Regions from separate parts of the Mus musculus genome. Here region 1 is linked to region 2. Evidence: chromatin contacts called from public HiChIP or PLAC-seq data. All regions are on one chromosome and are shown on one strand. The core of a region is the stretch at or near the end of the contact, and the rest is flanking DNA. Distances in the headings are between cores, read along the strand shown.

Region 1 (5,996 bases), core at 2,690-5,189, 140 kb after region 2:
TAACTGTAATTTTGCTATTAGAAGTTATAATATAAATATGCAGGATATCTGATGTGGTAACCCCTAAGAGGTCCACAGGTTGAGAACCTCTGACCTAGACGAACAGAATTTTGCCCTTGCTGTCAAGAAATTCAGAGCTTTGTTGAGACAGGGACCTGTAGGTTGGCTTCAAGGTGGCCACTAACGCTTCCTATGTCTTCTCTTGAATCTGGTCTTGTCACCAGTTCTGACCAAGGGAGGGAGCGAGGAGAGAAGCCATGTTGTATAACTTCTTTTGTCATTCTGAAAATGCTCTCTGTAGAGGCATTGTCACCTTAGAAGAAGTATGACTTGTAAGGAGGCCATCATGTTGTAAGGAAGCCTAAGTTAGTCACGTGAACTGAGACTGTAAGAAGAAAGTAACGACCATACACAAGCAAGCAGACTCCACAGGCCTTTCTTTATCCCAGCTGCCAGCAGCAGGAGACTAAGCAAGTGACATCCTCTCATGTCATACAGAGAAGACATTCCTCAAGCAAGCCTTGCTGACATTCTTAATCCAGCAAGTTACAATGAACAGATAAAAATGGCTTCTTTGAATCCACAAATCCTGTGTTGTTACAGAGAGTGCAGCAGGCAAGTATCTTCTTAGATAAAAAGAGGTATAAGATGCTGCAGGATCCCAGAGGAAGGGTAATCAAGCTGGCCTCCCGGAGATGACAACATCGGGTGGGGTGATTCCAAAGATTTGCTTGAGACCCATATCTTGTTTAAAGACCTGGGTGTGAGCCAGACTCTTGGGCACAAGAAGGTTCTCTAGGCACAGCAGAATCAAATAAGGAAAATATGAAGGGGGGTTGGGGCGCTGGAGAAATGGCTCAGCGCTTAAGAGCACTGACTATTCTTCAGAAGGTCCTGAGTTCAAATCCCAGCAACCACATGGTGGTTCACAATCATCTGTAATGAGATCTGACGCCCTCTTCTGGTGTGTCTGAAGAGAGCTACAGTGTCCTTAGATATAAGAATAAAATAAATTAAAAAAAAAAAAAGAAAGTATGAAGGTAACTCAGGCATGCTATGTGAGGGACCGTAAGCAGGTGTGAAGCAAGGACTGTGTGCTGAGTGTTCATAGTGACACTGGTGGGGACAGAGGGCATTTGTTGGCTGCTATATGATATACTATGTGATACATGCTGATCTAAGGTTTTCTCTGTGTGAACACATTAAATTCTTACATTATCTGTTTACATTAGGAGGAAACAAGGCACACAGAGATGTAGTAAATTGCTCAAGGGCACCTACCTGACAAGTGCAGAATTCAGATTCAAGTTCAGAGAGAACTTGAATTGTGTTTGCCTCTAAAACAGCTTGAGGCTTGTCCAATAGGTGATGGGAATTGACACAGAGATTTAAAATAAACTGAGAGGCATGTCTCAGACAAAGATTCTGCATTTGTTAGGCCTGGTGGCACAGGATTCTAAGTCCCATCACCTGAGGCTGAAGCAGGACATTGACTCTGAGGACAGCTTGGGCTACATAGCAAGGAGCCCGTGTCTGAACCAAAGCTAACAACAAACACCCACTGCCCACTCTCCTGCATTACTGCCAAACCGAGCAGAACAAGGAAGCTAAGCTCCATGATTTTGAGTTGCCCACTTCAGTTTTCTTTGCCTGTTGACGATTCCTCTATAAGGCAGTGGACTCCTTGTAAGATAAGGAGACAGACAGGTAGATACAATCCAAGGTTCAGGGGATGTTTCCCACTTCATAGTGGGCCATGGTAGTACAAGGGAGATAGGGGTATGGCAGCCACCAACAAAGGAAGAGTGACCACATCCTTCATAATAGAGATAGCGTCTGGTATGTTTGTATATTTTGTAAGCTTCCTGGCTTTGCAGACAGTCTACATTTCTCTTTCCTTCTGCCTGGGGCTCTTCAGATCATTCATATCAAAATATTAAAAAAAAAAAAAGCTGTTGGGATTCAAACAGCAATTTAGCAAAGAAGATAAGTTCTCCTCTGGTTGTGGCCCTGGCTGAAGGAGCGCTCAGGGGCAGGCCAGGGAATCGAGGCTCCCTGGCTGAAGGAGCGCTCAGGGGCAGGCCAGGGAATCGAGGCTCCCGTATCGTATCCACCCATGTTTTCTCTGCCTTTTGTCCTGCCAAAGTTGTCTAGGGGCATCTGAGCAGACTCAATAAAGTCTGAAGTTGTATGCAGACTCATTGTACCTCAATTTCAGCCGCCCTCTATATGAAGAGGGAAGTCTGGCTTAGGGGAGAGGTTAGATCGAGCCTCTGGCTGACGCTTACTTTGTGATGACATGGCCAAATATCTGGACTTTTCTAGTATTCTTGTCCCCGGTACAGGTTGTTGGTTGGAGATTAACTTCACGACATACAGTAAAAAGAACTGTAGCATAGGTTTACTGAGTGACAGCCAAACCTTGACAACATGCTCATTTTTATTTGAGACAGGATCCCATGTGTCCCAGACTGGCCTTGAACTTGAGATGTAGCTGAAGATGACCTTAGACTCCTGATCTTCCAGATCCCGCTCTGCAAGTGCTGTGACTGCAGATGTAGCAATGTCTGGCTTTGTATAAAAAATTCTATATAAAATATGTTTTTGTATAAAAATTTTGTTTATATTTGTATAAAAATATTAAAATAACCTAAGCTCCATGAAGCTCATATCGTCTCTTATCCTGTCAGAAGCTCTCTGTATTAGTATGCTATTGTATTGCTGTGTAGCAAACCCAAGAAGCTGAAAACATTAGTAAACGTATAGTATAGACTGGCTGTATAGCTTAATGTAGAACATCTGTGTAATATACACTAGGGGATAAGTTCAAGACCTAGCATCATAAAAATAAATAAATAAATCAAGTGCATAATACATAAATAAATCCCACAGTTTCTGTGTGTCAGGAATGGCTTGATTGGGTGGTTCCAACTTAGAGTCTTTTATAAGTTTGCTAGAGCTGTAGTCATCTCAAGTCTTGCCTGCAGTTCATGGGTCACCTTGAATATGGCAGGTCAGCTTTGGCTCTGCCAGCAGGGTTTATTCATCATCCCTTCATCACAGGATTGGTTGTCCTTGAGACCACTGGAATGCTCTTAAGGTATGTCAGCTGGCTTCCCCTTAGTGAGTGATCTAAGACACAGTAACAGCTGCACGTCTTCTATGACCTTGGGATGCATGTCCCAACATTTCTACAATGCCCCATGGTTACATGGCTCAGCCTATTCCACATGAAGAGAAGCACACTGGGTCTCTCCCCACTGCCCTGGCACACACACACACACACACACACACACACACACACACACACACACGGCATGACTGTGACCAAAGATCATTGGTGCTATCTTTGAGGCTGCATGCTACATCTTCCCCCATATATTTCTAGCACATTACTGCGTTTGCTTTAATAATGTTTAACTACAGCTATGGGTTTTGGTTGTTTGATACTTCCTGCTCAGTAGATTGTGGCCTTTCCAAGAGCAGGGTTTTTGTTTGTTTGTTTGTTTGTTTGATTTTTCAGTGCCTAAAACAGTACCAGGTACATAGTTGATACCCAGTATTGAGCACAAGCTGGGCTCTGTTTTTATAACTGTTTCAGCCCTGGACAATTGTTTTGTCCTAGAGTAGAGACTATACTTTGACTTTATTTTATTGGCTTCTGCATTCTTTGAAAAATTTGTCACTAAGTAACCTTATTAAAAAGACTGAGCACATTTCCTTTAAAAGTCCCACATGCAATTAAAGCCATTATTTGACTAGTGAGCATCTTGCTAAATTACACATGGACTGCTAACTTGATTATGTTTGCGGGAATTATCCATTTTCTGGATTATTTGCTAGAAAAAGAAAAGTACTCGACCGGCCACCCACTCTTCATTTTCCTTCCCAACCTCCTGAGGGAGGGGCGCTGGTATTCATCAGACACACAATGGGGTATCCATAGAACAATGCCTCACCCACACTCTCCTGGCTAGGGAGGAGAAATTTGGAGCGGGCATGGAGAAAACCGGATGAAAGTGTCTCTATTATTCCCCCTTCTCATGGGTATTCTGGGTGCAGAGTTTTGGAGCAAGAGATGCTATGGGGGGTGGGGGTGGGGTGAGTTTTGGTGTTTGAGAAAGACCAGAATGAGTGAGAGCCAGGAGAGGGGCCACCAAAGTTGAATGCTAAGGCTGTTCTGATCTTGCCTCTAATGAAAGGTGATGACGGCTCCTGATTTTCTTCAAGGCTCAGCACAGTCTCCCCCACCCAATTCCCCAACCATGTAAGAAAGCAAAAGGACACCTCAGGGGAAACCAAAGGAGTTTGCCTTTAGTTGGCATCATGTACAGGACCCTGTGGGTAGCTGTGGATAACTGGACATGGGGGAGACCCCACAAGCAAATGGACACATTAGCACCTTCAGGTGCCTCTCTTCACTAACTGTGGCTAGATGGCTCTGTGTGAAGGAGGACTGAGTTAGAATGTATTCGGGATGGATTCTCCTGGGGCCTGCCTTTCCTTTCCATGACTCTCTCAGAGCAAAGGCTTTACTAGTTATCAAGTACCAAGTACCTGCTTGCCTCAGTCCAAGCCCTTGATCCAGTACTCAGAGGAGGTGACCTTACATGAGTCCTTCCACTTTTCTGTGCCTCCATTTCCTCCAGTGTGGAGTGAGGATAATGATTGTCCTTTATGAGCAAAACGACTACACTGGGAGAAACCATGAAGTACTAGAACATTTGGTCATTATATTTTATTAAAGGATTCATGCCATAGCCACATATGAAGCAGTGGATGTTGATATGTGCTAGAGTAAGGGAACAGTGAAAAGCTCCTAGATGAGACTCTCATGAAGCTTCTACTTGTACATGTGAGTGTGTGTGTGTGTGTGTGTGTGTGTGTGTGTGTGTGTGTGTGGATAGTTAGGAATTGCTCATCCCGGATGTCTTTGTAAGGGTTTTTAGTGCTGTGAGGAGACACCATGACTGTGGCAACTCTTATAAAGAAAAACATTTAGTTGGGGCTGGCTTACAGTTCATAGGACTCTTCCTCCAACAAAGCCACACCTTCTCCAATAAAACCACACCTCCTAATAGTGCCACTTCCTATGGACCTACAGCGCCCATTTGTATTCAAACTACCACATTTCATTGTTTGCCCTCCCCCATGCTTGTAGACATATCATAATGCAAAATGCATTTAGTTCAACTTCAAAAGTCTATAAGAGTATCAATACTGCTTATGCAATCTCTTAACTGTAATCCCCTAGAAAATCCGAATCTAAAAGCCCTGAGATGACTGCTCCCTTTATTCCATTTAACACCAGGCTTTTCTTTAATCTGTTAATCTCCTTGAACAGAGGATTCAGCTCCATTCCACTTCCTGGTACTCCTTTTCTCCTCAAATTGTACATTTTGTGTTTTTTCTTGTTCAGCTTGCTCCTTTTCATTATAGATCTTCATAAAAGTGAACACAAAGCCAGGCGTGGTGGCACATGCCTTTAATCCCAGCACTTGGGAGGTAGAGGCAGGTGGATTTCTGAGTTCGAGGCCAGCCTGGTCTACAAAGTGAGTTCCAGGACAGCCAGGGCTACACAGAGAAACCCTGTCTCGAAAAACAAACAAACAAACAAACAAAAAAAAACCAAAAAAAAAAAAAAAAAAAAAACAAAAAAGAGTGAACACAAATAATCACACAGGATAGAGTCAATTTGAGGCTATTTTGAGATTTCTTTTGCCAATGGAATTATTCTAAAACTCTTCAATTTACCTTTAGGTAAACTTTTTAGGCAGGTGCAAACAGCCACATTCTCTGTCAAATTATGAGAAGAGTAGTCTCTAGACTACACCTTCTTCTCTGAAGCCTCTTAAGCCAGGCCCCCCCAGTTCAGATCACCCCTAGTACCACTGTCTTCTATGTTCCTACTAGGATGGCCCATTAAACCCAACTTAAAGCATCCAACTGCTTTTCTCATTCAAAGTTCCAAAGTTGACATTCCTTTAAACAAAAGT
Region 2 (6,139 bases), core at 2,433-4,932:
CTCCTCCTTCTTGACTCAGAACACTAGCCCATGTTCTTGGGCCACTCCAGGATGCTAATTGCGCTCTCTCTCTCTCTCTCTCTCTCTCTCTCTCTCTCTCTCTCTCTCTCTCTCTTCAATTAGGGAGAGCATCCCAGTCCCTGGCTGTGATGGTGAGTGTTCATTGTCCTGCTGACAGCATCTGGAATCACCTGGGACAGGAGACCCTGGGCGTGCCTAGGAAGGCTTATCTTGATTAATGTAATAATCAATTGATTGGTTGATTAAGAAGGCCCATCTTCTAACTGCAGACAAGACAATTCCCAGGTAGGGGATTTTGAACTGCATACATGGACTGGAGCAGCAGCCTGTTTGGTCCCTCTGCTTTCCTGATCTATGTATGTGATGTGAGCTTCTTTCTTGACTTCAATGGAACCCTTCAACAGTGAGCAGAAATAAGCCCCTATTCTCTCAATTTCTCTTGTCTCACAGTAGCAGCAAAGCAACTAAGAGGCAGACTCACAGTTCTTCCCTTCTTTCCTTCATCCGCCCATCTGTTCATCTATCCCTTCATTCAAGCCCATCTGTCTGTCTGTCCATCCATCCCTCCATACAGTCAATACTTATCACATGCCCATTGTGTCAGGCACTGAGCTAAGATCTGGGCAGACAGAAACAGAAACAAAAGGCTTCTCCCCACTCTCTCACCCAGCGAGTGTAAGTGGAGAGGCTAGCTAGTGCTCTGGTGGGCATGTGGGGAGAGTTCCGGCTTAAGGAATGTCAGAGATGGCTCATTGCAGGCTTAGAAAAGGCCTGGCACAAGTTGTATGTCTGCGTGAAATTTTTCCACGCAAAATGCTCAAAAGCTGTTCCTGCCACACCATCGCCATGGCAAAATCTACCTTCTAGGCTTACCTGCCTGCTGCACTGTTTGGACACAGTGTCACCAGCCTGTCTAAAGCCTGCTCTGCTATCTGGGGAAGACCTGAACCCTGATCTGTTTTTCTTTGCTAGCAAGAGCGTGAGTGACTTCCTTCATCCCTTTCAAATGATGGTAAGGCTCCGTGATCCGAGCCAAAGCAGGAGTGCTTCACAGCTGAGTCACTGGACGTTGGTTGATGGACGATATTACTTGTGTGCTCTGTTATCTCTGCTGGAGCCCTCTCAGCGGCGCCTCCCTATTGATGACTCCTAAATCGTTAGAATTCCTCGTGGCCATGAGAGTGACCCTTGGGGGTTCAGACAGGGGAAGAAAGATTTCTTTTAGATGTCATTAGTCAAAAAAAAAAAAAATGTGATGATGCCATTCATAAAAGCAACCACCAGAGCATGCATGGGTAGCACACTCCTCTCTCTGGGTGGAGTACTCCACTTAGTATTGATGCAGCCCTTCCTCTAGTGTCCGGGACAGTCTTTCATTTACATCTTGCAGGTGTTCTGAGAGATAGGCTCTAACTTCCATCCCAGTCTTTCAAATAAGGATGGTAAAAGACAGATTCAATAACCCAAAGTCACAAGGAGCCAGGATTTGATGTCCCAGCCTGGCTCACAATGTCCCAGCTTTTTCCTCACTAAGCTTCACTACCATAACCAAGGACAGGAAGAGGAGCCATGGAGAAGAGGAGGGAGGACCTTAAAGCCCAGCTCTTGCTAGAGTCCTTGTTTTTTCCTGGGTCTCCAGCAGAGGGCACCCATGACTTAAATTATGTGGGTTCCCACTTGGAAAAAAAAAAAAACCCGGATCCTAAACCTTCCTTTGTCCATTAGTCTTGAAATATTTCTAGCGTACTAACTGAAGGAAAGATCCATGGGAACAAGTAAGTTGATGTTTCAGAATATTTCTTGGAGGACTTGAAAAGGGGGCATTTAACCAAGAGCCTAACAAATGAGGCTTATTCCCAGACACTACACTAGGAAAGCCTGCTCCCCATTGACTTGCAAACGCTTGACGGTATGGAGCAAAGCCCTGTGTTTAGTAGGGTTTGGGGCATTCAGCCTTCCACACCTGTGTGTTAGGGAGTTTTCTTTCTAGGGGTATTTGTCACATCCTTTGCAGGAAATTACCTCAGAGGGACAATCCTGGAAGGCCACACTGGAGGTCAGATACAGAACTCCCCCTTGCATAGAGTCTCTGTGAGGGGAATCTCTGCATTTCTTTACCCTTTCGGTACACACAGTTAACAATGAGTGTGATCTGTTTTTATTTTATGTTCACTGGTGTTTTGCCTGCATGTACATCTGTGTAAGAGTGCCAGATCTCCTAAAGCTGGAGTTGCAGCTATAAGCTACCACATGGGTGTCAGGAATTGAACCAGAGTCCTCCGGAAGAACAGCCAGTGCTCTTAACCAGTGAGTCATCTCTCTAGCTCCCTCTTTTTCGGTGTTCAAGACAGGGTTAGTCTTTGTGGTCCTGGACCTCTGTACTAAGCTGACCTGAACTCAGAAATCAGACTGCCTCTGCCTCCCAAGGACTAGGATTAAAGCCGTGCGCCACTCGAGAGCTTTTAGGGCAAATGGGCCAAGTTTTTTTTCTGGTTGTAAGAAAGTCCCGCCAACCTTCTGCACATGACCCAGCTACTCTGAGGAGACCTGATAATTTTGGGGGATCCTCAGCAGTCTGTCTGCTATAGTGTACTTGTATCCTATGAAGCCCATGTACGAAAGTCACAAGGTGATATAAGGTACTGAGGTCCTGAACGGGTGGGGCCGTGGTGTCCCGCCTCTTCTTGCTGGAACAATCACAGCATGAACCATCCCCATGACCACAGGTGGGCAGATACCAGATCTGTTAGTGCCTCGGTCTTGAACTTCCAAATTCCCAAACTCTCAACAACATATTTCTGTTGTTTGTAAAGGGTCTAAGTTTGCGACATTTTATTGCAGCAGTCAAAATAGACAAAGACACCCCCAAAGTGACTCCTTTTCTGTGCATCCTGTGACATAAGAAAGTGGACTCAGTGTTAACTCACAGGCTGCCCTGGTGGCAGCCTCCAGCCAGGGGCTAGGTTCAGAACTTAGTTCTTCCTCTTGTGGGCTCATCAGCAGCCCCTGAGCAGCCTGCTTACTGGCTCTGGACCACAGCTTCCTCACTAGCGAAATGAAAACAGTGAGCTTCGCCCTCAGCATGATCCACAAATAAGGTAAGGATCTGAGGCTTAGTGGGGGACGCAGGGCAAGCACTCTGTATGCCTCAGCGGCTGCATCTGTGCAAATCAGGGCTCCATGGAAAGGAACTTTGTCATCTCTCATTGCCGAGGTCTTCACTGATGTCCCAGCAATTTCTTCTACTCTGGGTGACACGACCAAACTTCAGTCTTCCCCAGGGAGCATGACACCCCTCCCTCTATCTTTCCCAAATGCAAACTCCCCCCACTTCTGGGTGGTGTAGAAATTCTGCTCACTGGAGTCAGGTGCCTAGGCACTTGTCCCTCAGAACCGACCAGCTTGGAGGTCAGCTGAAGTTCAGGAGGGCCTCTGTTCTAGTCACTGTTTATAGATCTGCCAGAGTTTGTAAGTCAAAGGCCCATTTGGGGCCTCCAGAGCCAAGGCCAAGAGGGCAAGCACACAATGCAGCCCTTCTTTGGAGGCCTTGTTTACCTTCCGGGAGCAGGCAGGGTGTGGCAAGAACTTCTGGGTGGCGAGAATTACAGGGTGTGGTGAGAATGTTGGGTGTGGCTGCCCAGGCCAGGCCTTGAAGAAAGCTGCCAAGCAACAAGGCAGGGGACCCAGTGGCCCAGGTCTGACTGACTGTGGGGAAGTGGCTGGTGGTGTCTGCTGAGGCCTGGCTCTGCGGTAGAGTAACTAATGCCCTGACTCCCTCACTTGCCAAACACAATAATAGGGTAACAGACCAAGAAGGTACTTCACTCAGCATGGCCCTCCATAGCTTTCCTGTCATGTTAAAAAGTAAGCCCCAGGGGGCTTCGTGAGAGTCTTGGTGCCCACATTAACTATTTTTTTTTAAAGATTTATTTATTTTATTTATATGGGTACACTGTTGCTGTCTTCAGACAGAACCAGAAGAGGGCATCAGATCCCATTACAGACGGTTGTGAGCCACCATGTGGTTGCTGGGAATTGAACTCAGGACCTCTGGAAAGAGCAGTCAGTGCTCTTTACCACTGAGCCAGCCCCCCCTCCCCCGCCTCCCCCCCCCCCTATTCATTTTGGGACCTTGGTGAAATGGCTGGAGATTCTAATGTGACATGTAGCATTTCTTCCATCCAAGCTTTGGACTGAGCCTGGATCCATCTAGGATCAAGTGACCAGAGACCTTCAACCATCCATGAGAATGTTATTTTGGAGACTGTAGAAGCTCTGGTAGGGTTTTGGGGAGAGATGAGTCTGACCTGGGAGCCAGGAAGCCACTCTCTATCCTCTAACTAACTCACTGGATGAGATATCCACCCGGAATAAGATCCAAGGGAGAGACAGAAATCCACTCCATAGTTTTATTGTAAAGACCACCGGCCATATATCCAGATGATGTTCCAACTGGTAATAAGAACACATGCTCCACTATGTTTATAGCAGCCTTATTTATAATAGCCAGAAGCTGGAAAGAACCCAGATGCCCCTCAACAGAGGAATGGATATAGAAAATGTGCTACATTTACACAATGGAGTATTACTCAGCTATTAAAAACAATGAATTTATGAAATTCCTAGCCAAATGGATGGATCTGGAGGGCATCATCCTGAGTGAGGTAACCCAATCACAAAAGAACTCACATGGTATACACTCACTGATAAGTGGATATTAGCCCAGAAACTTAGAATACCCAAGAAGATACAATTTACAAAACACATGAAACTCAAGAAGAAGGAAGACCAAAGTGTGGACACTTCCCCCCTTTTTAGAATTGGAAACAAAACCCCCATGGAAGGAGTTATAGAGACAAAGTTTGGAGCTGAGATGAAAGGATGGACCATCCAGAGACTGCCCCACCCGGGGGTCCACCCCATAATCAGCCACCAAACGCAAACATTATTGCATACGCCAGCAAGATTTTGCTGAAAGGACCCTGATATAGCTGTCTCTTGTGAGGCTATGCCGGGGCCTAGCAAACACAGAAGTGGATGCTCACAGTCAGCTATTGGATGGAACACAGGGCCCCCAATGGAGGAGCTAGAAAAAGTACCCAAGGAGCTGAAGGGGTCTGCAACCCTATAGGTGGAACAACAATATGAACTAACTAGGACCCCTAGATCTCATGTCTCTAGCTGCATATGTATCAGAAGATAGTCTAGTCTGCCATCATTGGAAGAGAGGCTCCTTGGTCTTGCAAACTTTATATGCCCCAGTACAGGGGAACGCCAGGGCCAAGAAGTGGGAGTGAGTGGGTGTGTGTGGGGGGAGGGTATGGGGGACTTTTGGGATAGCACTGGAAAGGTAAATGAAGAAAATACCTAATAAAAATTAAAAAAAAAAAAAAAGACCTTCATCCTAGCTGCCTAGAAGCCAGTCTTCTTTCGGGATAGCATTTGAAATGTAAATGAAGTAAATACCTAATAAAAAAATTGGAAAAATAAATAAATAAAAGGGCCACCGGCTTAGGACAGGTCTGGAACAGGGAAGCTTCTGTAGAGACCAAGCCATTCACCCTCCCCAGGTATGGCTCAGACGTGTCCAAACTTCAAGCCCATGACCCACATGTACCCAGGATATGCGGGTCATATGTATGAATGCAGCCCAGCTCAAAATCTTAGTTACTTCAAGCATTCTAAGATCATTTACAATTAAAAAACAAAACAAAAAAAAAAATCAACTCTATTGTGTGGTTCTGGAGGCAGCGCAATCCCTGGGGTACTTGGCACCCCAGACTTTCTGGGGTTAGAGAAACACTGCAAGACCGTGTGAAGTTCCCATGTCAACTTTTTAGGGCTCCATGTTCACCCACACCCACAGCCATTGTCACCCAAAGGTTTTAAGCCCTATGTAAATGTTGATCACACAAATCTGTCTTCCCGGGCCTGACTGTCTGAGCGCTGTCTGGGGGTGCTCCAAGTTGCTACTTTGGATTCAAGCCAAAAAAGACCGAGTCGGTTGCATGAGAAAACAGATGGTCTACGACTGTAACAGCAACAAGGCTGGGAGTGAATCCCAGCTTTGAGGGCTTTCGTTTTGGGGATTTCTCTATCTGGAGAAGATATAAAATAC

The links. HiChIP or PLAC-seq counts read pairs in DNA pulled down with a chosen protein or histone mark.
Region 1: a contact with region 2 is called in an H3K27ac HiChIP or PLAC-seq map of embryonic stem cells, with 8 read pairs. The contact joins two enhancer-like sites. A contact is called at or near these places in 10 of 484 Hi-C or Micro-C datasets (the N1E-115 cell line, embryonic stem cells, liver and 3 more), 5 of 115 datasets of contacts at active chromatin or transcription factors (embryonic stem cells and intestinal villus epithelium) and 1 of 9 other capture datasets (embryonic stem cells).

Annotation. Positions count from the first base shown.
Region 1 is chr5:64,725,179-64,731,174 of GRCm38.p6, reverse strand. The region is part of intron 1 of LOC105244755 (a long non-coding RNA gene); the gene reads left to right. Among named protein-coding and RNA genes, the nearest start is that of Gm26761, 29 kb to the right of the region's middle. Within about 2 kb of position 3,939, at least 6 of the 459 cell types and tissues checked have an H3K27ac peak or open chromatin away from gene starts, as enhancers often do. A contact at or near this core is called in embryonic stem cells, where this site is marked.
Region 2 is chr5:64,862,349-64,868,487 of GRCm38.p6, reverse strand. No RefSeq gene overlaps it. Among named protein-coding and RNA genes, the nearest start is that of Gm31889, 14 kb to the left of the region's middle. Within about 2 kb of position 3,682, at least 201 of the 459 cell types and tissues checked have an H3K27ac peak or open chromatin away from gene starts, as enhancers often do. A contact at or near this core is called in embryonic stem cells, where this site is marked.